3 separate regions of the Drosophila melanogaster genome follow, and regions 2 and 3 are each linked to region 1. A link is a contact called in public Hi-C and HiChIP or PLAC-seq data. All regions are on one chromosome and are shown on one strand. Each heading gives the region's core, a stretch centred on a gene start, on an enhancer-like site or on the middle of the called end of the contact. The rest is flanking DNA. Distances are from core to core; before and after follow the strand shown.

Evidence for each region. A called contact is a pair of places that touch in the nucleus more often than the background predicts. HiChIP or PLAC-seq counts read pairs in DNA pulled down with a chosen protein or histone mark.
Region 2: a POLR2A S2P HiChIP or PLAC-seq map of the Kc167 cell line shows a contact between it and region 1, with 7 times the contacts expected there. The contact joins the promoter of Cadps here to the promoter of lncRNA:CR44440 in region 1. A contact is called at or near these places in 6 of 107 Hi-C or Micro-C datasets (cellular blastoderm embryo, embryo and eye imaginal disc) and 1 of 6 datasets of contacts at active chromatin or transcription factors (the Kc167 cell line).
Region 3: a Hi-C map of the Kc167 cell line shows a contact between it and region 1, with 3 times the contacts expected there. The contact joins the promoter of pho here to the promoter of lncRNA:CR44440 in region 1. A contact is called at or near these places in 11 of 107 Hi-C or Micro-C datasets (the Kc167 cell line, brain, embryo and 3 more).

The regions. Positions count from the first base shown.
Region 1 is chr4:43,014-46,609 of dm6, forward strand. It overlaps lncRNA:CR44440 (long non-coding RNA:CR44440), which reads left to right and starts at 1,761. Exons shown (of 2, transcript NR_123742.1): 1 at 1,761-2,404; 2 at 2,474-3,061. It overlaps PlexB (Plexin B), which reads right to left and starts at 765. Exons shown (of 5, transcript NM_001258471.2): 1 at 1-765. The coding sequence starts at 411. It also overlaps asRNA:CR45124.
Region 2 is chr4:1,228,939-1,232,534 of dm6, forward strand. Cadps (Calcium-dependent secretion activator) reads left to right here and starts at 1,899. Exons shown (of 23, transcript NM_001031858.2): 1 at 1,899-2,076. Dyrk3 (Dual-specificity tyrosine phosphorylation-regulated kinase 3) reads right to left here and starts at 1,775. Exons shown (of 7, transcript NM_001038725.2): 1 at 1,560-1,775; 2 at 1,368-1,482; 3 at 642-1,180; 4 at 1-577. The coding sequence starts at 1,035.
Region 3 is chr4:1,180,016-1,183,611 of dm6, forward strand. It overlaps pho (pleiohomeotic), which reads right to left and starts at 1,613. Exons shown (of 7, transcript NM_166827.2): 1 at 1,575-1,613; 2 at 1,033-1,266. The coding sequence starts at 1,123.

The sequences.
Region 1 (3,596 bases), core at 511-3,010:
CGGACAGCCTCCAGCGTGACATTGCGGGGAATCATGTAACGGCCCAGTAACAGCCTCGGCCAGCACTCGAAGGTTTTCGTTAAGTTTAAGTATTTTATTTGTAGCACCCGCAAACAAAACATTGTGCATAAAGTCGAAGCTCATGTGAGTAAAATAATTTTTAGATTGAGAGTCTCTAACACTTTCTATATTGTTTCCAATTGATCGATTGCCATAGCTGGAAGCTGTTGATTGAACTGGTATTGATGGCAAGTTAAACTGGGCGACTATGTCATTTAAGGGAGATAACGCCTGAGCCGGCAGTTCTTCAATGCAGTTAACGCAATAATGCTGAGAACCGAGTATGATAATAATACACAGTACATGTAAAACATGTATAATGTTTGCACAATACAATTCCTTTCGCAACATATTTATTTGTGGTTTTGTGTATGATCAGTTTGTAGTTGAGTTTGGGCATCAATTCCCCATATGTCATTTTTATTATTATTTAGCTCTACATTCTCTCTCCTTAATATATAAACTTTTTAATATCGATTGAATTTAATGCGAATTAATTTTATATGCCGCTGATTCACTGTAGGTGCATAAATATTTTTAAATTAAAATGATCCATTTGGCTATTTTAGGTTTAGCGCATTTTTTATAAGGTTGTTTAACACAAAAAATCGATTAGTCAATGTAAACAAATATTTATTTAAAAAAAACTTCTTAGGCAACGCTCAAACGTTGTGTGTACACTATCAGTCCTAGAGCAGATTATTAGTATCGGCTGTATCAGCCTATCGCATACAAATTGAACTATCGAGCTAGAGGGCATTGTAATGCTGTATTCACAAGGAGCACATTAAAGGGAAGCTTACCATTAAAAACCTCGGAAGTATTTATGTAGATATCGTTTAAATGTTTTCAGTTCTGATTCCACATCCAATCAATTGGCTAATGTTAAAAGAAAAAAGAAAGAAGACACCACCGATGGAGTCTAAAATGTTCCAGGAACATTTTTGTAAAATAATATCAATGAAATGGTAGTCGCGTTAAAAAGAGCAATCTCCAAAGAATCTAAATTGATCTCATCTTCTTCCATGCAACACTTGCCGTGCGCGCTATTTTTATCTTAATATTGTTTTTGATTCGAGTGTTACAGACCCACCTATCTCTACACAAAGTTTTGAACAACATTGATTTATGTGGCACGATGGCTAAAATTTTATAAAATTATTTTAAAATCATAACATGTTTAATGTTAAATTATTTCATTAAGGGTTTCTCATGGCATGGAGGCTTCAACGCCACGTAGTGTTTGGGACTATTTATGTATATACTTATACTAATTTTACTTATGTACCTTTTTTACTATTAAAATTATATAAATTTAAAAAATTTGATTATTATTATTCAACAATTTTTGGAAAATTTGTCCAACGAATGGCTATTTTGCTAATCAATTGTCTTATTAATAATTTATTGAATTTCTCTACAACTGTAAATTAAGACCAACCGTCATTAAGACCTGTAAATTATTAACACTTAGTTAAATAAGTATCACTAAATAGATTATATCGGTGGGTTTTAAATTTTGACTGAATTGAAGATTCGATTTTTATATATTCTCAGAGAGATTTCTGATCCTGTCATACGTACATATGTATATACAATTTCATTTATTCTCCGAATATATAAGTTAAATTAGGGAACCACTACAGATATTGAAGTTTTATTTGTGGATTTTTTTCAACACTTAGCATTGGATATTGACCCCTATAAAAATGCTTCATCAATCCATTTGTGTAGTCACTTTGCAAGGGTGTACTTCGGTTAACCGACTATATTTCAAAGCGATAGTTAATGAAACTTATGCTGCTATCACATTATTTACTGTGAAAATTCTTTGTGAACTGAAGAGCAATCGGGAACATCGATCTTGACAACGCCGAATTCGTTTTGGTATAACACAGGATCTTTAGTTTATACTTGGTTGGCATCACATCGAAACTTAGCACGGGAAACCATGGTTAATCGACAATATTTGCGCTGTGCAACATGTACAAGTACATAAATAGAACTGTTTACACATAACAACAATGTATCAAAAATCCGTTAACAGCCGACGTGAACACTCGAAACATAACCAGACCTGCCGCAGAAAATGCTGCGATAAGAGATGCTAAAGAGATAAACCATCTCTTACCAAAAAGTTAGATTAGATTGACCAAAGAGGTTAATGTGTACACTTAAACTGTCTATAATCTTTACAACACATATAATGACAAACATGGATATTTTTCAACTCAATAAGAGAATAATTTATTAGGAATTTGGAATATCAAACGGCACAATGATACGCAGCTCTTACTTACTTACTTTTTATTAATTTTAATTTTCTTTTTACAAAAAAAAAAATGTATGCTTGGAGCAAATTATTAGGAATTATATAAGTATAATATTATTATTATAATAGTGTTATTCCCAGCTAAGAACAAATCGCTTGTCATCGGGAAAACGTTTTTGATTTTATAAATTAGTTTCCACCTTTCCAGTTTTGTTGGTTTGCACTCACAACTCACAATGACGCAAATGATTGCTTATTCTGTATTTTTTTATTCTAGTAGGAAAAAATCTACATTGGCAACGCTGCTGCCGTGAAGCTAAGAATGCAGTATTAAAAAGCGAAACAAAATAATATCAATAAAAAGGTTAATGGTAAACTTAGGAACTTCCAGCTCTTAAACCGCGCAAATATTTTCCTTTATGTGATAATTAAGCAAGGTCATGTAGAATCTATTGATAAATTTCTGATTACAAAAAAATATTTAAATATTCGTTGGTTTTAAAAATTGGAAGCAATTGACCCCAACAAATGCTAAGCACGAGCTCTTGTGACATTGTCTACTCCGAAAAAGGAATGGTAATCTTTTAATTTTTTGATCCTCTTCATTGTAATTAAAAATACGTCTCATTATGTAACACAGTTTTGGATTAAAAATCGAGCACACTACAAAATAAACTTTTAATAAAAAATATAAGACAACATAACATATATAAGTGAAAATAAAATGTAAGAATCATGACGAAAAATGTGTTATTTTTATATTACACATAATTATATTTATTTATTATAGTACAATGACCAATATATTTACTAAAGGCAGCCATTATGAAGAATGCAAGGGGCAACATACATACATCAAAATTAAATCGAAAGAAGTTTATTTAAAAACTAAACAACACTCTGACCAAAAACCAATTATAATTAAAAAATCAATTAAAATATTAGCTAAGTGTGTGCTTTTTAAATACAAAATGAAACGTCTACTTGAGTTTTTAAACCTTTTATTCTTTTTCTAAATTCCTTAAAAAATATTTCAAAAAATGAAATTAAAATTTAAAATATTCAGGGGTTTCTTAAGGTAATTGAAACAGATCGAACTGCTATAAAATTGTAATTTAAAATACATATATTTTATTAATCCATAATCCGAAATTTCGACCTCTTACTCCTACTGTCTAAGTAAGAGATATCTGTTAGTCGAGGAAATAAGCTATAGCGTTCTGTCTTTGTAGGTTTCGGTCAAAGACACTGGAATAACAAGACG
Region 2 (3,596 bases), core at 649-3,148, 1.2 Mb after region 1:
AGAATGCGAATTTCCTCTTGGGCCTGGCGGTGAAACCGCTTTTCATTGCGCACTATTTTTAAGGCAACATGTTCGTGAGTTTTATGATCATACGCTTTAATGACCTGTCCAAAGCTACCTTTTCCGATTATCTTTAGCATTTCATACCGATATGCTACGTGATCATGCGGTACATGAATGTAAGCGCCTTGTTCATTGTCGTATTCAGAATTATTTGGGCCATAGACTCCTGGGCGCTTCTTAGCGTTGGCGCCAATAAAATATATCTGCGGATAAGTTAGTATTTCTGTTCGCTCGTATGGAGTTAGTTTATTCATATATAAAATCATTACTTGTTGTGGGGAAACTACCAGAACCTTCGGTTTCTCGTGTAATTCACATTTTTGTTGGCCAGACATAATAATTTGTTCGTGAAATAAAAAGGTGTGGTTTTCCATTACAGAAGATTCTTTGACTGAAATTAGCGATTCACATTCGGGTTCCGACTTTGATTTCGAATTTTCCGAAATCGTACGCAAAAACAACCCAGGAACATCTTTTGTCTTTGATGGAGATGTTACATTAGGCAACGATATTGCTATAATTTTTAATTTAATTAAAAGGATCATTTAAATACTTATTAGTGACAAAAAATTTTTTACCTTGAATAGACTCTGAAATTTCGCAGCAATCGAAAATGGGTAAAATTTGAATATCTCCAGGGTAATTGGCAATATTATTTGATGGCTGCGTGGGAAAGTCTTCTTTACTATCATTGAGCATTGCCAATGGTTCAAAGCATCGGGTTAAATATTGTAATCCACTGTCCCGGTATTGATGACGGTTGGCTTTTTCAGTATTATTTTGAGCGATACCAGTATGTGTTAAATTTTGGTTAATCATCTGAATTTGTATCTGAGGTAGTGATGTAGGAGGTGAAAGTGCTTTTGAGAGTTGTGTGTTTTCCAGATGAGTTGTGTTTAAATTATTTTTGTCTGTTGCGGGTGTTTCAGATAATTCGATATGATTGTTTTTTTTTTCTTGAGAACCGACCATAGTGCGCTTGTTTATGGTAGTTATTAAATCCGATTTTATGTAGATTGTTATAAATTAGTTTATTACATTTCGGGTGTTCCCAGGATACAGAATTATTTAATGTGTTTTATAACAACACAGTTTTCATTAAACTAGTTTGCCGCAACTGGAATAAGAAATATTTGGTTTAATAACGATTGTGTGCCTTAATATACATTTTAGTCGGCAATGCACTCTACTTTAAAAAAATATCCTATTATCGTATCAAAATTGATTTTGTTTTTTAACTTTCCGATCTTGGTTTTTTCTAAATACTTTTTATTTGTGTAAATAGTTTGTATATATGTACTTACATCTGCATATACATAACGAACAGTTGAAAGGCACAGCCAAAATAAATAGTAATATATATTGAGGTTATAAACTTCGGCACTTGTGCTTAAATTTATTATTTTTGTATTGCTATACCTTTAATTAATTAAATATAATAATACCTTAATAAGTATATTGTCAACACTTAATTGAGTTTATGTCCATGTACATACATACATATATGTACAAATATTGCACATCGATGAAGACTGTATCAGAACAGTTTGATTAAACATTAACCGAGAGCTATAATATTTGATGTATTGCAATGATTTGTATTGTATACTTTACAAATAGGTAAAACCAGATATTTGTTTATCGTACAATTTCATTTGAATACACAATTTTCAAAGCGACCCGAACAAAGAGAAGAACAGTGTGACCGTGTTAAAACAGTTTTAACATGCCACCTGGCTCACATGTACTCACAATAGCGTTTGAAGCACGTTTTATAACCATAATCAACGGAGTACCATATAAAATGACTTCGGTGGTCCAGAATAAAGTTCTTTAGAACTTGTTTCGCAACTCAAACATAGGAACCACTTAGCATACAACAGCTCTAATATCAAAGTTTGTGACGAAAATTGAATAAATCAATACTTAGTCCACCGGACCGTTTTCGAGCGGAAATCGACTTTATATATAATTTGCAGGGCAATCGTTTGCCCATATAATGCGAGTCAAATCGTAAGAACACGTGTGGTATTGTAACATACATATATAATTCATGGGAATATTTATTCCTGTTTTCCCATTTTACTATTATGATTTTAAAAAGGTCGTATAACATTTTTTTAGTTTAGATCATTCATGCATGGCCCTAAGAAAGCGTTGTTATTCGCTTATAATGATCATTATGTCATTAGGGTTAATTTTTACGAATGGGCGAAAGAGCTGTTGTTTTAGGACAAATACTTTACTTAATATTTATCAAATCATTATTTGTTGTGAATATTTCTATCGATTTGCCAACAAATATGTATAAGTTAAATCAAGGCAAGTCTCTAATGTCCTAGTATCAATGTTTTGTGCTCATTGTTTATAGTGTTTTATGACTCGAATGCTATTTTGTCAAGCATGGCGGGCAGTAAAACAGTCAAATGCAATGCATATAGTCCAGAAACTAACTTTTGACTCAGATTAATTTTTTAAAGATTTAACTGTTTTCTGTTTTAATTTTTATATAAGTAACGAGTTGACTATGGAGTTCCACCACGTTTTTATTTGTCTTGACAGTTTCTATTGATCTGTAAAAAATATTCCATTTCTTTGAACTAAATAAACTAAGGTAGATATAATTTCCAAAACGTTTATCAAATAGTTATTAAGAAATTCATCTTAACCAAAATAAAAAGTATTTTAAGAATCCCTTCAACTACAAAATTTAGGCATAATTTAAATCTAATTGTGTTTCAGACAGTCCTGCTTTACTTAAATTATTGAAAATCAGAAACTTCTGCAAATCATCAACCAAATCGTCGAAAACAGTAGTTGTAACGGGAGTGCTAAGGTTACCACCATCGAAGTTATCGATAGTTCCATCGATTTTTTTTGCTTCTCCAACTTAACTATTCTTCAAACGGAAATCCATTTATTCATATGTGAAAATAGAGAACTGTATAAATAGAAGTAGATAATTTGTGAAATAAACCTGATGTCGCCTTGAAAATACATAAAAAACTTATATTTTTGTCAATAATTATACTATGAATTTCGTTTGTCATTCACATAGTAAATGAATTCAAAGTTTTGTTATCGTGTAACTCGAATTCATATAAATAGTGATAAAGTTTGTTCATAATTTAAAGCTATATTATAAGCACCATACATTACCGAACGACAAGCATAAATCTAATATTTAAGGTATTTGAAGCAATTAACCTTCCCAAAGAAATTGCTCTATTCTTCAACCCTTAAGGGTGGTGGTGAACAAATATATACATATTTCAGATGGTGGTGTGTTACAAATAAAAATAAAAGGTTTTTTTAACTTAGCGAAAATAAGAATTCGTTTGAAAACCCATCAACTATGGTTATTTTTGTTCTAAGTTATAAGGCATACATTCACCTTTTTTTTAAATTCCCCATCAAATAGCGTATTATAAATGTAAACAAACGATTTATAAGTATAATTTCAATAAGTAAAAGAAACAAGCTAAAGTTATCGTTGTTTTAATCAGTACAATAATAACAATGTAATAATGTAA
Region 3 (3,596 bases), core at 363-2,862, 1.1 Mb after region 1:
CCAAATTAGCTACTATATTCTCTATACAAAATTATTTGCGCAGCTAATTAAAAATACTTTAAATTAAAATTCTATGTCTTCAAAAGCACATTAGGATATCCGCAAATCCGTACATATCCATATAATATTCTTTAAATCTTTAAGCCAAAAGCGAAAAGGTAACGGGTCTTGTGCGCAACACCATCATGGAACTGGGAGATCTACGGCACACTAAACTAACGCTCACAAGGGTATAAGGACTCTGCAGTTTAGCAATTAAAGAACGATGTGAGTCAGATGGGAATCAGAATAACAGCTTTGATTGTGGACAGTCATGCGGCATATTAACATTTCAAGCGAACACTAGCAAGAGCGTGCCTGTGAGCAACACCATTATTGAACTTGAACGTCTACAGCACACCCAAACTAACGCTTACATGGGTACCCGGCGTCTCCGCCATTACAGGTAACTCACGAGAGATGAGGATTAGCCTCACACCCGTCAACACTGTGTTTTGAGTGATAGTCTTCCGAGTCTTGCCTCCTTTGGAAAAACCTTAACCTAACATATTACTGAACAATCTGATGATACTTCATTTCTTCGATGCCAAGGCGCTTAAAAGCTGACATTAACGATCTGGGCTTGGCTTAAAAATGTTAGTATGGCGGCTTAAACAATATTAAAATTTTAGTTTTGACAGTTTTTGAAGGTTTGTGGGCGTTGGAGTAGAAGTGGTAATTTTCTCTAGAATGTGCATGCTTTATCTTAACTTTCACATCTTTTATTTAGTTCCCGAGATCTCAACGTTTATACGGGCAGATCGACTTGGCGCTAGTGATCATGAGTAAGAATACTGTGGTCGATTCCTTCTACATACTTTTCAACGAATCTAGTATACCCTTTTACTCTAGGACTAACGGGTATAACAAGTAAATATGTTTATATTTTATGCTTCATTAAACAGTATTTTGTTGTTACGCTTTATAAAAAAGTGCTTTGTTGCTATAATTCGATTTTCAAAACATAGACATGCCTGTAAAATCCGAACTTACCTTCATTCATTTTCTGATTGACTTTTGTGTTGCCTATATCTTCATCGTACTGTTCACTTTGAAGAATAATTCCAAAACGTTCGTATGCCATATTTACAATACTATAATCCACATACGCATGAGTTTAAAGTTAGTATTAAAGCATTTCAAATGCCAGGATAATTGTAGGCACATGTGTTAGGTAAGATTTGTATGTTTCCTGAGCGTTGCATTCCCTGAGGCTATTTGATGTATCTGAAAGAACAGCATTTTTACTGCCATTATTCCATATGTAGGCAATATAAGACATGAATATAATATCACGGATGATTGATACGTACACACACAGAATTAATAATTGTCATATTTAAGTAGGGAACATAATATACATTAAATATGACAAACGGTTCTCTAAGAAAATGTAGTGAATATGTTAAAAAAATTCTGATTGAAATAATACGAAAGATTAATTAAACGCCACATAAATTTAATGATAGTCGAATTGTTTCACTAAAAGCCGAGGAAAACAAAAGAATTCAAGTAATTTTTATAAAACGCGATACCAAATGACTCAAAATATTGAAAAGGTTATTCTGCTTGTTTGGCATGGGTATTCGATGCCTAAATATTTGGGTTTTTTGCAACATACTAAACTTTAGTATTTTTTTACAACGCAAAATATATCTTGATTCCACGTCGACTAGCTTCTAAATATAGAACAAGCTGGCTGTAATCTCTGTAATTATATCGGTATAGCTTGAAATATACATGCAAAACATAAAATTAAATAATACTACAAATTTGTAAACCGATATGAATTAAATTTTTCATATGCTTAAAGAAAATCCTATCAAAGAATGTGTATATTTTTCTATTAGTTTTAGTGATAAATAAAGTTCATATGATACGGTCCACAAATACATTTCGAAAATGTGGAAATGGAATCATCCTCATTTCGGAAAACGAGTGCAATCATGCTATAACCAATTTCCCATCGTTAACAAAGCTTAACATGAGACTGGAACAGATTTAAAAGAGGCAACTGTTAAACGAAAGGGGAAAGTTTCTACTGCGTGGGATCAGGCACCGATGGTTCAACATCTCTACTGATCTTGTGTTCTGCTGTAGATTTGAAAAAGCGCCAATTCTGCCAATCCTTGTGTTTTGTGCTGATGTAAGAGATGCCAAGCATGCACAGCGATAATTTATAGTCAATCATGCTCCTGTAATTTTTATTTTTTATTTCGATTTGGGCAAAATCTTTTGATTTCGTTTTTAGCTGTTTTGGTTTTCGCAAAATTTTTGCTATCGGAATGTTTTGTAAACATTAAACAGCTGTTCAAGCTGTTTTCCAGACCATAGAGCGGACACCTTTTTTTACAGTTTTAAGTCCGACGTTCGCAATTACTTTGTTATTGCACTTTGACATTTAAGTAATAAAAATACATTTAATTAAATACATACAACTCTTTTGGCCATTCCTGAAATTCATTAATGAATTCTTTTATATTTTATAAGTATTTTTACCTGCCTGTTTCGTTTTACCAACAGTATGGCAGCCTTCGCAATAAATATTGGGAACGTACTTCTCCTTTGCTAATCCCCTTGCTAAATCGAAAATATTTGTTGCTGACGGCAAAATGTTGTTTGTCAAATCTGAGGTGGGGTCGGAAATACATTTTTTGTATAATAACGCATTGGCAGAATGATCTTGTGGTGATTTGGAATTAACATCGATAGACCACTGAATAAAATATTTTTTCCTTAGTTAATAAGATCTGATTTGATAGATATATGTATGTATAACAGGCATTTACTTTTAATTTCGCCCAGACAAAAGTAAAATTCTTACGAATTCGATTACCAGAGAATGTCAATATTGACCGTCACCAAAAAAGTGACTGCATTGTGCTAAACCAACGTATGGTCGTTACCAATCATGTTATTCTAATGTCTTTGATTTGACTCTGTTAATAGAGATTGAGAAATATCGATGATGGCGGACATCGATGTTTTTGGCGAAATATGTTGAAAAAACATCGACGTTTTAAATAAAAACAAAAAAGAATTCATCTATTAAATTTATTATTTTCTTTTTTAATATTGCTTCAATAAAGAGGCTGCGTATTGTCGTCCACCTTTTCATCCGCCGGTGGTCCAGTAATTGCTTCTATACAACAAATACAATTACATATATAATTAATGCATTTTCATGGAAAAGTAAACTAATATGCATTACTATATGCATACATGCATACAGTAAAATAATTGTTATATATTTGAGTCTAACTAATTTCAGTTGACTAAGGTCAACGCTAAGAAATAAAAAATTATCATAGAGATGGTTTTCACGTCTTTATTCTTTTGATCTCAGCTTAAGACTATATGTTAGTGACAAAAATCTTTCTTATACTGCCTATGTTTACATTATTTCTGGAGCGGGATCGCCCGCTTAAGATATTTATTGTATACAGCTAGCGTACATGGCGTGGAATCGCCACTCTGTATTTCTTCTGAAAGTGCTGATTATGTGAATATGTCACATATTGCCCATTTGTTTATATTATTTCCGGTGCGAGATTGCC